Linked DNA regions of Sus scrofa: region 1 is linked to region 2. Evidence: chromatin contacts called from public HiChIP or PLAC-seq data. All regions are on one chromosome and are shown on one strand. The core of a region is the stretch at or near the end of the contact, and the rest is flanking DNA. Distances in the headings are between cores, read along the strand shown.

The links. HiChIP or PLAC-seq counts read pairs in DNA pulled down with a chosen protein or histone mark.
Region 1: an H3K27ac HiChIP or PLAC-seq map of skeletal muscle shows a contact between it and region 2. The contact joins the promoter of LOC100517477 here to the enhancer-like site in region 2. A contact is called at or near these places in 1 of 5 promoter capture datasets (liver), 9 of 47 Hi-C or Micro-C datasets (embryonic fibroblasts, fetal heart ventricle, mesenchymal stem cells and 3 more) and 1 of 2 datasets of contacts at active chromatin or transcription factors (skeletal muscle).

What each region holds. Positions count from the first base shown.
Region 1 is chr6:79,971,088-79,978,942 of Sscrofa11.1, reverse strand. It overlaps LOC100517477, which reads left to right and starts at 5,575. Exons shown (of 3, transcript XM_021097836.1): 1 at 5,575-6,568; 2 at 6,847-6,911.
Region 2 is chr6:79,886,057-79,892,984 of Sscrofa11.1, reverse strand. It overlaps HSPG2 (basement membrane-specific heparan sulfate proteoglycan core protein), which reads left to right. Exons shown (of 97, transcript XM_021095494.1): 39 at 983-1,075; 40 at 1,394-1,474; 41 at 1,683-1,913; 42 at 4,761-4,874; 43 at 5,927-6,054; 44 at 6,194-6,280. Among named protein-coding and RNA genes, the nearest start is that of LDLRAD2, 52 kb to the right of the region's middle. Within about 2 kb of position 2,439, at least 20 of the 83 cell types and tissues checked have an H3K27ac peak or open chromatin away from gene starts, as enhancers often do. A contact at or near this core is called in retroperitoneal adipose tissue, skeletal muscle and subcutaneous adipose tissue, where this site is marked.

The DNA of each region.
Region 1 (7,855 bases), core at 4,326-6,825, 83 kb before region 2:
TTTTTTTTTTTTTTTTTTTTTGTCTTTTTCTAGGGCCACCTCCTGCAGCATATGGAGGTTCCCAAGCTAGGGGTCTAATCAGAGCTGTGGCCTCTGGCCTACATCACAGCCACAGCAACGCGGGATCCAAGCCGAGTCTGCGACCTACACCACAGCTCATGGCAACACCGGATCCTTAACCCACTGAGCAAGGTCAGGGATCGAACCCACAACCTCATGGTTCCTAGTCAGATTCACTAACCACTGTGCCACGATGGGAACTCCTGTGAGGATGGTCTTGGAGGCAGAAGGGGCAGTGGTGTGAGGGCCGACCTGAGCCAGATTGCCTGGGTTCCAATCTTAGCTGTGTTCCTTTAGGTAAGTTACTTCCCCTCTGCCCTTCAGACTCTCCCTTCCTTCCTCCCTTCCTTCCTCCCTTCCCGCTGCTCCCTGGCCAGGGATTGAACCCACAGCACAGCAGCAACCCAAGCTACAACAGTGGCAACACCAGATTCTTACCCTCCTGATCCTTCAGTTTCTTATCTAAAAACATGAGGATACAATTAACATCTACTTCATATGGTCGTAATGAGAAATAAATGAGCGAATGCACGTAAGGCATTTAGCATGTGTGGTAGTCGGGGTCCTGCCAAGAAACAGAAACAACAGGAAATATACACAGATGTCTTCATTCTGGCTGCCATGACAAAAATACCATCGACCCGGTAGCATGAGTAACATTAACTGTCACAGTTGTGGAGGCTGGGAAGTCCAAGAGCAAGGCACCGGCAGATTCGGCGTCCAATGAGAGCTCACTTCCTGAGTCAGAGATGGCTGAGTTATCACCGCATCCTCACATGGTGCAAGGGGACAAGGACGCTCTCTGGGGTCCCTTTTAGAAGAGTACTGATCCCTGTCATAAGGGCTTTACCCTCAATGGCCTAATCACTTTCCAGAGGCCCCACCTCCAAATTTCATCGCACTGGGGATTAGGGTTCAACATATACTTTTTTTGCAGGGGAAACACAAACTTTTATATATACATACACACACACATATGTACAGCAATATATATAATACTATGGTATATAATACTATATACCATAGTATATTGTGTATATATAAACTATGTTATATACACACACATATATTTATTTATAATTAGATATTGGCTCATGTGGTTACAAAGGCTTAAGTCACATGATCCCGGCCTGCAAGCTGGAGAGGCAGGAAGAGGTGGTGGTATAGTTCAAAGGCCTAAGAACCAGATGGCTGATGGTGTAGATTCCAGCCCAGAGCTGATGTTCTGAGGACCAGGAACACCCATGGTGGAAGATGGATGTCCCAGCTCAATTAGTCAGGCGGAGAAGGAATTCAGCCTACTTCTGCCTCTCGGTTCTATTCAGGCCCTTGATAGATAGGCCGATGCCCATCCATACCGGGGGGGCCTTTCTGCTTTACTCAGTTCACAGATTCAAATGCTCATCTGACCCAGAGACACCCTCCCAGACACACCCAGAGGTAATGTTTGAGCAGGTATCTGGGCATCCCATGGCCCAGTCTGGTTGATGTGTAAAGTTATACACAGCAACACATACAGCAGCTGGGAAGCAGTAAGCATTCAGTGTCTACAAATCATTATTATTACAGCTTTATGAGTAAGAAACAGATAAGGTTCAGTTTATTTGGTCATAGTCACATAGTTTCAGTGATGATGAACTGGAGCTTCAAAAAAGACCCCCCCCCCAATTGGTCATATTTGTCCATTCCTGTGGTATAAATATTCCCACCAAGGCTGATTTCAAGCTACCAACGGTTTAACAACCAGCTCACCAGATTCCAGAATATTTCAGAATCGGCTTTTGTGGGCCAGTATGAGCTGGCTCCCACATACCCCTGCAGCTCCACTGGGCCTGCAACAGGGGGCCATCTCGTGACATTAGCTGTTGTTGCCAGTCTGCTGAGCCAGCCATGATCACTGGGCACCTTCCTAACCCCCGTTCCACAGAACGGGAGATCGAGCTTTGGAGAGTTTCAATACTTACCTATCCGAAGTCACAGCACAAGCCAATTACTTGCTGTCCGATTTCCCATGTCTTATCTCAGCAAGGTGTATGTAAGGGAGTTCCTGCTGTGGCTCAGAGGGTTACAAACCCGACTAGCATCCTTGAGGATGTGGGTTCGATCCCTAGCCTGGCTCAGTGGGTTAAGATCCACGTTGCTGTGAACTGGGGTAGCAGATGAGGCTCAGATCCCATATTGCCGCGGCCGTGGCATAGGTCGGCAGCTGGAGCTCCAATTGGACCTCTAGCCTGGGAACTTCCATATGCCGAGAGTGTAGCCCTAAAAAGCAAAAAAAAAAAAAAAAAAAAAAAAAAAGCGAGGTGTGTGTATGTAAGGACGTATATAAGCCTACACATGACCATCACCCCACCCCCTTAGAGGGAATTTCCCAGGCCCCATAAAGATGAGAGTCCTCTCCCCTCCCAGACTGGCCGCTCTACCTTAAAAGCCCTGAGGGGGCTTGGCAGCGGGGATGTTCTTGTTGGCTGGGGCTCCTGCCAAGCCACACCTGCCCCAGTGCTCCTGAGCTTAGATCTGTCCTAGCTTGTACCTGTCACATGTAGGCTTGGGCAAGTACTGTTTCGGCAGCTGGTGAGCAGAGGGCCCATATCCTTGAGCGTGTCACCCTAGGTGAGGTGACTCACGGTGCTTGGTGCTTGGGTGGATGGAAGGCTGCAGGTGGGGGAGGGCAAGAACCCAGCCCTGGAGAGATTTTCAGCCCTGCAGGCAGGCTGGCCCCAGGCCAGATAAGGGCCCAGGTGAGTCACCTGCCAAGAGGTGCTAGAGGCTGGGACAGATGTCTTCCAGGCAGGGTGGGACAATGACAATTTCATGGCTCTTGGCTCTAGCCGTCCCCTGAATTAAGATGGACTCACATGTATGGCTGCTGGGCTTGTTTCTTTTTCTTCTTTTCTTTTTTTAGCAGCATCCGAGGCACATGGATATTCCTGGGTCAAGGATGGAACCTGCATCATAGCAGCGACATAAGCTGCTACAGTGACAATGCCGGATCCTTAAAACCCTGTGCCACAAGAGAACTCCTGGATTTGCTTCTTATCTGTGATGCTTCCAAGAGCCATGGGGCTGAAAGGACACAGGGACACTCTTCCCAACATGTCAGGGCCAGGTTTGCCAGGGTGTGATGGGGAGGGGAGGGTGGAACAGGGTAACTGCCCAGTGGCAGGAGAGGGGTTAATGAGCAGCTTATGCACTAATGGGGCAGGGTCCTGCAGTCTTGGTGCAGCGGGTATTTCCTTCCCTTCTTGGAGAGCTCAGGGGATTGAGATGCCTTTGAACACTGAGCCTGGGATGGGGAAAGGGCCCCTGGTGGTCTTAGTGGGGAGGAGACAGGGATGTGGGTAGGACTGCAGCAGTGCGGGGAGGGGGGGTGTCAGATGTGAGGAGAGAGTGGGAGGGGCAAGGGCTGATGGAAAGCCCACACTTTGCTGCTGGTTTGGCAATGCAGAGAAGGAGCCAAGGTTGGAGGTGGCCCAGATGGGGCAAGGGTGGGGGCCACTGTGGCTGGAGGCCATGCAGGGAGGGGCACCCCACCAATCCAGGACGTTCTGAGACCTGGCATCCATCCTGCTGTGCTAGGGAAGGAGAGGCAGCTGGCCTGGGCTGGCTGGTGGAGGATGGGAGCTCACTGAGAGACAGGGCTACAACTTCCCTCCAACCTGGAGAGACAGGCTAGACCCTTCCAAAGCGTCTCAGTTCACAGGGTCACTCACTGTGTTCTCACTGACTAAGTGGCCCACCCTCTTCCTTGCTTTAGTGCTTAGGTTCTGGAGCTAAAATGCTGGGTTTTATTTCTTTGTTTATTTTTATTTTTTTGTCTTCTTTAGGGCTGCACCTATGGCATAAGGAAGTTCCCAGGCTAGGGGGTCGAATCAGAGCTGCAGCCAGCCACCAGCCAACCCCATAGCCACAGTAACGCCAGATCCGAGGCGTGTCTGTGAGCTACACCACAACTCAGGGCAATGCTGGGTCCTTAACCCACTGAGCAAGGTCAGGGATCAAACCTGTATCCTCATGCATGCTAGTCGGGTTCATTACTGCTAAGCCACAGAGGGAACTCCAAAACACTGGGTTTTAATTCTGGCTGCTGGGTGAGCTTGGGTAAGTCTCTTACCCTCTCTGAGCCTCGGTGACTTCATCTAGAGAACAAAACACCTACCTCCCCGGGCCTTCGAGGACTAAATGAGAGGGTGGCTATGTGGCCTGGCACAGATCATGTCAGGTTCCTTGACACATAGTAGGTGCTCTGCCATGTCCGTTTCTCAGGGATGGGTCTAGGCTTATGGGGGGGGGGGGGCAGGCAGCTTCCCCATACTCTCCCCCACCCGTGTCCTGGGGCTTGGAGTCAGCTGGACCCAGGCCGGCCAGGCCTGAGTCCAGGCTGGGCCCTGAAAGCCCAGGATCTAAGGGCAGAACCACCCTCCCCCCACCAGGGGAGGGGGCCCTCCGTCTCCACCCCATTCTGGCCTCCCAGCCTCTCCTGGCTCTGAAGGCCTCTGTGGCCCCCAGAGGACCTCAGAAGCCCCTGGAGTTGGGGATGCCAGAGAAGGACATTCCTGGTCTTATGGGACCCAGCCTGGCTTTCTGGGAAGATGAAGGAATAGCACATTCCTCCTGAAATAATTGTCCTGGAGCTATTTCCAGAGGCTCTTAATGCCCAGGCCAGAAATGGCCAGTGATCTCGGCGCCTGGGTACCTTCAGGGCAAACGGCACACAGGCCCAGCCCTCTCGCTGGCTGTCTGCCCGCCTGCCCAGCCCCCGGCCCGGAACAGAACCAGGCCTGGCTGAGGCCCCACAAGGAAACAGTTGCCATGGCTTCCCTGGCCCACTGAGTTGCCCTACACACCTCTTCCTCCTTCTCAGGGGGTCCCCCTGGTCCCTCCTCTTGGCTCCCTGTCTCAGTGGCTATAACCAGCCCATCCCAGGGCAAAAGGCCAGTCCCTCTCAGAGATCGTGGGCTGGGAAATGTCTAGTGGAGGCTTCCATGTAAACGTGCTTTGTGCTCCTGGAGCTGATCATTAAGAAACGTCAGATAAATCCAAAGTGGAAAAGATACTCCAAAACAATTGGCCTACATTCTTCAAACCCGTAAATGTCAGAAAAGACGAAGAAAGACTGAGGAGGAGTTCCCCTGTGGTGCAGCGGAAACAAATCTGACTAGTCTCCATGAGGATGTGGGTCCGATCCCTGGCCTTGCTCAGTGGGTTGGGGATCCAGCATTGCCATGAGCTGCGAGTGGGTCACAGACTCGGCTCGGATCCCATGTTGCTGTGGTTGTGGTGTAGGCCAGCAGCTGCAGCTCTAAAAAAAGAAGAAAAGAGAAAGAAAGAAAAAAAGACAGACAGACAGACAGACAGACGAGGAACTTCCAGGCTGAGGGGGACCAAAGAGACCTGAAAACGGCAATGCTTGATCGGGAATTGGCTCATGGGTTGAGGATATTGTTGCCATGGAGAACATCGGGGCGGGGGCGGGGTGGGGGAGTAATTGGTCAAATTCAAATGTGGACTGTGTATTAGCTAATAGCTAAGAGCGCTCTCTCAGTGTTAACTGTCCTGTATTTGATAACTGAACAGGTAAGAAAAGGTTCTTGTTCTCCCAACACGTAGGAGAGTCACACTGAAGTAGTCAGGAGTAAAAGCTGCTGTTATCTGCAACTTACTCTCAAGATAACAACAATCAGTGTGTGTGTGTGTGTGTGTGTGTGTGTGTGGTTTGTGTGTGTGTGTTGATAAATGCAGCACTATGTTTCTAATTAGTAGATTCGAATAAAAAGTACATGCAAGTTCATTATCGCTTACATTTTCAGTAAGTTTGAAAATTTTTCAAAACAGAGAGCAAAAGTGTATTTTCAGTACTTGTGGGAATGAAATAATGGAGAGAAATGATGGAGGGCAAAAACCATGAGATTTCGAAGGGGAATCTTGTTCATTCATTCAAGAAACAGGACCTAGATGCCCCCTAAGGACCAGGCCCCAGTGAGAGAGGGACACAGGAGTCCTGAAAGGAATCCACGGGCTCTAGCCCACCGTAGCGTAAGTACCCAGCCCGGGATCACTGACAGTGAGGCAAGAAGAAAGGAAAGAAAGTGCCGTTATGCTGTGGATCACCCAAAGGGATAACCTTTTAGGGAGACTCAATAGATGTTGGCTGACCCAACGAGAAAAAAAAGGTAACTGATGCTGACCACAGCCACGACAAGAGTTATATTAGGCCGGGCATAGAACTTCCTGACTCTCAGCATAATTAAATACGAGAAAAACAACAGGGAACACTGGAAAACGTCCACCCCATCTTCACTTTAAAAATAGGGCCCATCTGTCCTGGAGAACTTTGTGTGCTGCTGGCCCTGGGGCAGGGGCCTGGCCAGGGTGACCCCTGGAGGCATCTCCCAGCTCCAGGATTCCATGATTCTATGACATGGCCAGCAGTCTGGAGTGGGGGCATGAGGTTATTCCCCAGTGGAGAACCAGAGGAGGGCTAGGTCACCTACCTCCTGAAGGAAGAGTAAGAGTGGGGAAGGGCCCTTAGGGCAGGTGGGGCGCAGCCAGCCAGGAAGGGAAGGGAAGGGTGGGGACCGTGGGGGGTCAATCCTCAGTCACCTCCCATATTTCCGGAGGAGGAGATGGGGTGGGCTCAGGCCGGGATTGGAAGAGGCAAGAGTCTGGACATTCCATGCGATTCAGACCCAAAGGACAAGGGCAGCTGAGGGGCCTCGGGCTGGGAGGGGGCAGGCAGCTGTTTTCTGGGTGGGACAGGCTCAAATATTGCTCCATCCTCTCTAGGCAGAAGTGGAAAATTAGCATCGGACTGGCCGTAGTGGGAGAGAGAAATCAGAGCCTTCCTTCTGGTAAGGGGGAGTACTGGGGACCTAGGGGACAATGGGATTGGGGGTGGGGCCTAGGGACAGGAGGTGGGGATAAACGGAGCAGAGCCTGGTTAGGCCCTTGTCCCTGTAAAATGCCCACTTTGGGACCGAGAGGAGTAGGCATCCCAAAGCCCCCTTCTCTTGTGAGGGGGACGGGAAGATCCCCTACTGGCAGGAAGGATGAAGACCAAACATCCTAGAAGGTTCTGTCTCACAAGTCCAGCCCCATTCGTAGACTAAGAGCACCCCCTAGCCCCACCCCTCCCCCGTTTGAGGTTCCTAAAGTCAAGATCAGCTTAGTTACAGGCTTAGCAAGTCCCCTTCTCCATCTGGTTCTCCCCATCCGTGCCCCAATCCAGGCAGGCAGAACAACAGGTGTGGTGAGAATTCTTCCCTAGTGGATGGCAAGGGGGGGGCCAAAGTCACCCCGACAACATGGCGTTGTCTTTCAGCAATCATCAGACACACCCAAGATAGCACCTTGGTCCCTACCACTTACAAGGCAAGTCCCAGCATCTCTCTGAGCCTGTTTCCTCATCTGTCAACTAGGAATAGAATAGGAACGACCTCTTTGATTTGTAGTGAGACTTACAAGTAAGGCACAAGCAAAGGGCTGGGCAAAGAGAGAGGGCATGTATTGTTTTGTTTCTAAGACACTTTTTTAGAATCAGGGTGCACCGTGGAGTTGATGATTAACTAATGCCTGGAATTCCACCATTAGAGACTCAGTCCTTGGCCTTCGTGATCAGCTGGAGTCCCCGCTTAAAAGGTGGATGGGAATTTCAGACTGTAGGCTAGAGCTAAAGGGAAAAAAAGACCAGCCATTTTTTCTAGGGCGCCCTCTGGCCTCGGCTGTTCTCAGGGTCTTGCTTACCTCCCCTTCTCTTGGCCTTTGTGCTTTCTGATGAACAGGGTATCCACTTTGC
Region 2 (6,928 bases), core at 1,190-3,689:
CTGGTGTCAGGCATGGCTGGATCCAGGGCCTCATAAGGACTTGATCTCAGCTGGCACCGTTCTCCAGCTTCCAGTCTGACTAGTAAAGGAGATTTCTCTGTTCCAGTAGAAAGTGCAGAAGTGCCAGGCTCACATGTTCGTGAACCTGATGGACCAGAGAGGGGGGATGGTGGAATGTGCACATCCACAGGCCTGGCTCATGTCTCCACTGCAGAGGAGGGGATGGGCCCTCAAACCCCACCTTCTGCATGTACAACCGTTTCCTTCAAAGGAAACCAGGACTGGAGTGCCCATGGCTCAGTGGGTTAAGAACCTGACATCTCTGTGAGGATCGGGTTCGATCCCTGGCCTCGCTCAGTAAGTTAAGGATCTGGCATTGCCACAAGCTGTGGTGTAGGTCACAGACGTGGCTCAGATCGGCTGTGGCTGTGGCTGTGGTGTAGGGCGGCAGCTGCAGCTCCAATTGGACCCCTAGCCTGGGAACCTCCGTATGCCACGGGTACAGCTCTAAAAAGGCAAAAAACAAAGGAAACCAAGACTGCAGTTTGCAAAACAGGGAAATGGATTCTGAGCAAATAAATAAAAACCACCTACCCTGGAGGCAAGAGTTCTGAGGGGCTACCCTCCACACCCCCGTGTCCCTGCCATGGCTGAGAACTTTGGAGCCTCCTGCTACCTCCCCATGGTGGTCCCTGTCATTACCCCCCGTCTGCTTATGGAAAGTTCCTTTCATGGAAGGGACTTGGGGCTTGTTTGCTGGGATTGTGAGACAGTGGGAAAGGGGGTTACTGCCACTAAATCTCAGACAGAAGGAACTGAGAGATGTCCTGTCACTTAGGCAACCACCGGCCTCTGATTGGGTGCCAGGGACCACACGGGTACAAAAAGGCCTCCAGAGGCTCTGCCCCCTCCCCTGTATGGTCACCCCCCCCCCCAGAGGAGGACTGAGTCAGGTTGTGACCACAGGGCTTGCCTCTTGCAGGTGGCAGCCTACGGTGGAAAGCTGCGATACTCTCTCTCCTACACGGCGGGGGCCCAGGGCAGCCCGCTTTCTGACCCTGACGTCCAGATCACGGTGAGCACGTGGGTTCCACACCAGGCAGACAGAAGGGAGAGGCAGAGGCAGGGGACACCCTCAGTGTTTCTGTCCTCTCGGTCCAGCACTCAGCTGACCCGGCACCCACCCACTGGTCGGGCCCATGCCCCAACCCCACCATTTGGACACTACCCAGGCAGAGGCCCGGCTGGCAGGCGATGGGGGCAGTGGGCACCCACCTGATTCCTTTGGGCACATAAGCTTGGGAGATTGGAGAGGTGGGAGGCTGGGATTGGAGGATCCCACTGTCCCCAGAGCCCCTTAATTCCCCTCCCGATCCCCCTGGTGTCTCTCTAGGGCAACAACATCATGCTGGTGGCCTCCCAGCCAGCGCTGCAAGGCCCAGAGAGGAGGAGCTACGAGATCATTTTCCGAGAGGTGAGAGGCATCACACCACGTCTGACCCCTCTCACTGTCCACCCTGCTTTGAGGCCTGGTTTTGATTCTAGCCACCCTTGCCTCTCACTCCCCCATCCTCAGCTCACAGCCCAGGAAGGCAGGAGCTGGGGGCGGGGGTGCTGCGGGAGAAGCACCCACAATCCAACACCCCTCACCTGCAATTGCTGTCACTACCCCCCTACCCCAGGAATTCTGGCGCAGGCCTGATGGGCAGCCGGCCACACGTGAGCACCTCCTGATGGCGCTGGCAGACCTGGACGAGCTCCTGGTCCGGGCCACGTTCTCCTCGATGCCACTAGCAGCCAGCATCAGCGCAGTCAGCCTGGAGGTCGCCCAGCCCGGGCCTTCGGAGGGACCCCGGGCCCCCGAGGTGGAGGAGTGCCGCTGCCCCCCGGGCTATGTCGGCTCATCCTGCCAGGTGAGTGTGGCCAGCCCAGGTGTCTGCGCTAACACAGCTGGGTCAGCCAGCAGTTGCCTGGGAGTTCCATCATGACTTGCGCGTACTTGGCCACGTCTCATTTATTCTTCATGACAGCGCTGCGAGATGTGTGATCATCCCCTTTTAACAGACTTTTTTTAATGAGACGCTAAAGGTGGGTGACATACCCAAGGGCACAGAGCTACACTCAGCCGAGGTTAAGACCCAGCTTGTGCTCCCAGGGCGCCCGCCAGAGACAGGAGACAATACCAAGACACAGAGCAGAGCGGGAAAGAGTCTCCGAATGGCATTTCCCAACAACATGAAGATTCTAGAGGAAGATTCTAGGCAGGAGGGCAGAGTAAGCAGAAGTTCAGAAAGAGGAATGTGTGGGGACATAGCCTGCGAGGCAGGAGGTCTCCTCTGGGAAGCGGGGTGGGGGGCGGTTCTTTAGCCCTGGAGCAAGGCTAGTCCAGCAGGGACTGCCAAGCCGCCCAGGGAGTGCTGGGATCAGCACTGGGCCCAAGGAAAATTCCTCTGCCCGTAGTGAGTGAGATGGATGCGGGGGAGATGGCCCTCTTGGGAGGGGAGGGCAGCGGGGGGTGTGGAACAGCAGGCTGTCCTCTGGAGAGACTCCAGAACATCTGCAGGGTTTGGCGGGAGACTGAACCCAAGGGCAGGGCCCGAGCTGACTCTTCATTACTGAATCCCCAGGCACATGGCAGGCGACCAGCCAACTTCTCATGCGTGAACAGGGAACTGGGGAAGGGGGATCACGGGAGACAAGGGACAGGGCTGCGATGCCAGGTGGGCGGCAGGGAGGTTGAGTGTGAGAATAGTGCCCCCCAGTTCAGGAACTCCCAGTGCGAGGTCCACATCTCTGCAGTTGTACATCTCTGCACCTTTGCTGTGGCCACAAAAGCTTTCAAATCCAAATAGGAATTCCCATCGTGGCGCAGCGGAATGAATCCAGCTAGGAGCCATGAGGTTGCGAGTTTGATCCCTGGCCTCGCTCATGGCGTTGCCATGAGCTGTGGTGTAGGTCACAGATGCGGCTGGGATCTGGTGTTGCCGTGGCTGTGGTGTAGGCCGGTGGCAAAAGCTCCGATTGGACCCCTAGCCTGGGAACCTCCATATGCTGTGGGGTGTGGGCCTAAAAAGACAAAAAAAAAAAAAAAAAAAAAAAAAATCAAATCCAGATAGATGAACTTGGCATCCCATGAAGTTATAAATTTTTACACATTTTGAAGGAGAACCCCTAGGCAAAGCAGAATCCTTGGTGCACATTTTCTGCAGTGAAATAAAACAGGTTTATAAACATCCCTTTGAAATGGTCAGGGAGGGAGGCCCTGGAGAGATTTCAAAGAAGAGGCCGCGAATAGCAATTCATTGTTCTCAGAACCCATGGTGACTCACTGGGGATGTGTAAAAACATCCTTGGCTGTAGGAGTGCTACCTCTTTCCCTTCGCTGAGTGAATTTAATCACAGTCGTAAAGATCTTCCAGGACTCATCCCAAATCCAGGTCTCCTGAACCCCTTTTTTCCATCTAGAGGTTGTTTTTCTTTTTTTTTTTTTTTTTTTTTTTTATTTTCCCACTGTACAGCAAGGAGGTCAGGTTATCCTTAGATGTATACATTGCAGTTACAGTTTTTTCCCCCACCCTTTCTTCTGTTGCAACATGAGTATCTAGACATAGTTCTCAATGCTATTCAGCAGGATCTCCCTGTAAATCTAAGTTGTGTCTGATAAGCCCAAGCTCCCGATCCCTCCCACTCCCTCCCCCTCCCATCAGGCAACCACAAGTCTCTTCTCCAAGTCCATGATTTTCTTTTCTGAGATGTTCCTTTGTGCTGGATATTAGATTCCAGTTATAAGTGATATCACATGGTATTTGTCTTTGTCTTTCTGGCTCATTTCACTCAGTATGAGATTCTCTAGTTCCATCCATGTTGCTGCAAATGGCATTATGTCATCCTTTTTTATGGCTGAGTAGTATTCCATTGTGTATATATACCACATCTTCCGAATCCAATCATCTGTCGATGGACATTTGGATTGTTTCCATGTCCTGGCTATTGTGAATAGTGCTGCAATGAACATGCGGGTGCATGTGTCTCTTTTAAGTAGAGCTTTGTCCGGATAGATGCCCAAGAGTGGGATTGCAGGGTCATATGGAAGTTCTATGTATAGATTTCTAAGGTATCTCCAAACTGTTCTCCATAGTGGCTGTACCAGTTTACATTCCCACCAGCAGTGCAGGAGGGTTCCCTTTTCTCCACAGCTAGAGGTTGTTTTTCTATAAGGACTCTGCCGGAAGAGTTTTCAGCAACAAAGCCCTAGGGATGGAGAAGGGTTCTCCATTAAGGATGAACTGTTAGGAATTCCCATTGTGGTTCAGCCAGTTAAGAACCTGGCATAGTGTCTATGAGGATACGGGTTTCATCCCTGGCCTCACGCCATGGGTTAAGGATCTGGCGTGGCTGCAAGCTGTGGCATAGACCAACAGCTGCAGCTCTGATTCGACCCCTAGCCTGGGAACTTCCATGTGCTGCATGTGGTGCCATAAAAAGAAAAGCAAAAGATTAAGATTGAACTATTATTTCAGTATATTGAGTGACTGAAGATGCCAGGCAGAATGGGGGCAGATACTGTCCCAGCTCTGGAGTGTTGGGAAAATGAAGATGGGGAACGAGGGCTCCTGAGGGGAAGGGGGGGCTGGGCTGGAGAACTAGGAGCCAGTTAGGAGCCTTGATGGTGGAGGGGGATGGAGGAGAGGGGTTCTGGGCTGCTGGCTTTGGGTGGGACCACATTGGAGATAGAGGCCAGCTCTCCGCTCTACCCCCAGGATTGTGCCCCAGGCTACACGCGCACTGGGAGTGGACTCTACCTCGGCCACTGTGAGCTCTGCGAATGCAATGGCCACTCAGACCTGTGCCACCCAGAGACTGGGGCCTGCTCGGTAAGATGCAAGCAGGGCCAGGGCAGGGGTCAGCTCGGCTGGGCCTGGGTGGGGTCTCAGGGATGGATGTGGGGTACAGAGGGATACATTTGGTAAGGTCAGCTTCGGTCTGGGGCAAGGTCACAGGACACAGTCTACGGGGCAAAGCATCTAGACCAGCAGGTCTGGTCCTCAAGGGGTTTCGGGCATGGTGGCCAGGACTGTGGAATAACGTCCTTCTCGATGAAGAAAACCTTGGTCCCTGCTATTTCTTAACACCACAGTGACACATGTTTTCCGAAGAAGAATCAGAATATAGAGATAACTTAACAAGAAAGTAAAAAGTCCCAGTAATCCTACCATCTGGAAATAATTATTGTCAACATTGGACTGTGGAGCGCTTTTGCTCTTTTTTCTGGGGAGTTATTTATACAGATTACTATACCTTTCGTTGTTTACAAATAAAAATAGGATCATCATGTTTGATGACTGACTTTTTTCCCGTACAAGTTCATGGACATCTTTCAATATTTGAATACTTTTTTTATACCTGAACTTTTCAGAGGGGTGCATGTACAGCCCTCCAGCCTTATGTAGCCAAGGACTGGGTGGTGGACAGAGCCACAAACTAAAAGTGGAGTGAAGAACGTGCTGTATTAAAAGAAACATGCCTCTCTTTGGAGAACATAAAACCCACAGGCATTTTTACAATGAGGTGCTTCTTTACAAAACTCTGCCCTGACATCCCCAGGTGCAACCTTCACCTTCCTCTTCTATTGCAGGGGTTGAGGGAGAACAATGTAAGAAATGCAATCAGTATCTGACTCTTTGATAGCTATTTGAGTGGATGTGCTTTCATTTTCCCAGGTCTTTGTTCAAGGGTCTTTCCAGCATTTTGCTTTTGTAAAGACCCCTGAGAGGAGCATCCTGTAGTGAACTCTTTGTGCCCCTCTGCAATTATTTCTTTAAGATAAGCTTGCACACATGGGATTTCCAAGTCAAGGAATTACAATTGTATGTTTTTTGGTAAATGGTGCCAAACAGCAAGTGGCTAACATCCTTACACCTCACAGCAATGCCAGCACAACGCCGCTGGGGAGTTCTGCGAGCTGTGCGCACCTGGCTACTATGGAGATGCCACGGCTGGAACACCTGAGGACTGCCAGCCCTGTGCCTGCCCACTGACCAACCCAGAGAACATGTGGGTGCCTTCACTCAAGGCCCAAGGAAGAACTCCCACTGGGGAGTGGAGGACACTGCACCAACTTGGGGGCAGAAGTGGAGGGAACGGGTTGGGGAGTGGGTGTTGCATGGCCTGACCTTTGCCTCTCTGATTCCAGGTTCTCCCGCACCTGTGAAAGCCTGGGAGCTGGTGGGTACCGCTGCACAGCCTGCGAACCTGGCTACACTGGCCAGTACTGTGAGCAGTAAGTTTACAAATAGGCGGGATGGAGGGGGTGGGCGGCCTATAGTAGATTCCTAGGTGAGAGTCCCGGATGGTGTTGCTCAGAAACGTACCTACCAGGATCGTGCCTAAAACCCTTCCAAGATTCTCCATTGCCCTTGGGACCAGCCCAAGCTCTTTTATCAGTCTTCGTCTTATCCCACTTCTGACACCCAACTCTGTGCTCTAGCTGGCTTAACTTCTTGACTTGTTCATGTTTCCCTCTACGTGGAACTTTCTTCACCCTCAAAGCCCTACCTCCCCTGTTCCTAACTCCTGCCTAGCCTTCAAGGTTCAGCTTCATTCTCTCATTCAGCACATTTTTTTATTGAACATCTACTGCATGCCATGCAGTGTGCCAATGTGTTGGTGATAAAGTGATGAGCAAGACAGATTCAGTCCCAGCTCTTCTGGAGTCTACCACCTGTAATGGTAGGAAGCCCTGGGAGGCCTCCGGATTCTCAGGGCTGGATTAGTGCCCACCCCCGCCACCACCACTACTGTGCCCTCACATGTCCCTCATTCTCATTTATATAGTTTCCATGTTGAGTTCCCAACATGTGAGTTCCATAAGAGCAGGGACTTCATCATGTTCACTGTTGTGTTTCCAGAACCTAGCATAGGAGTTGCT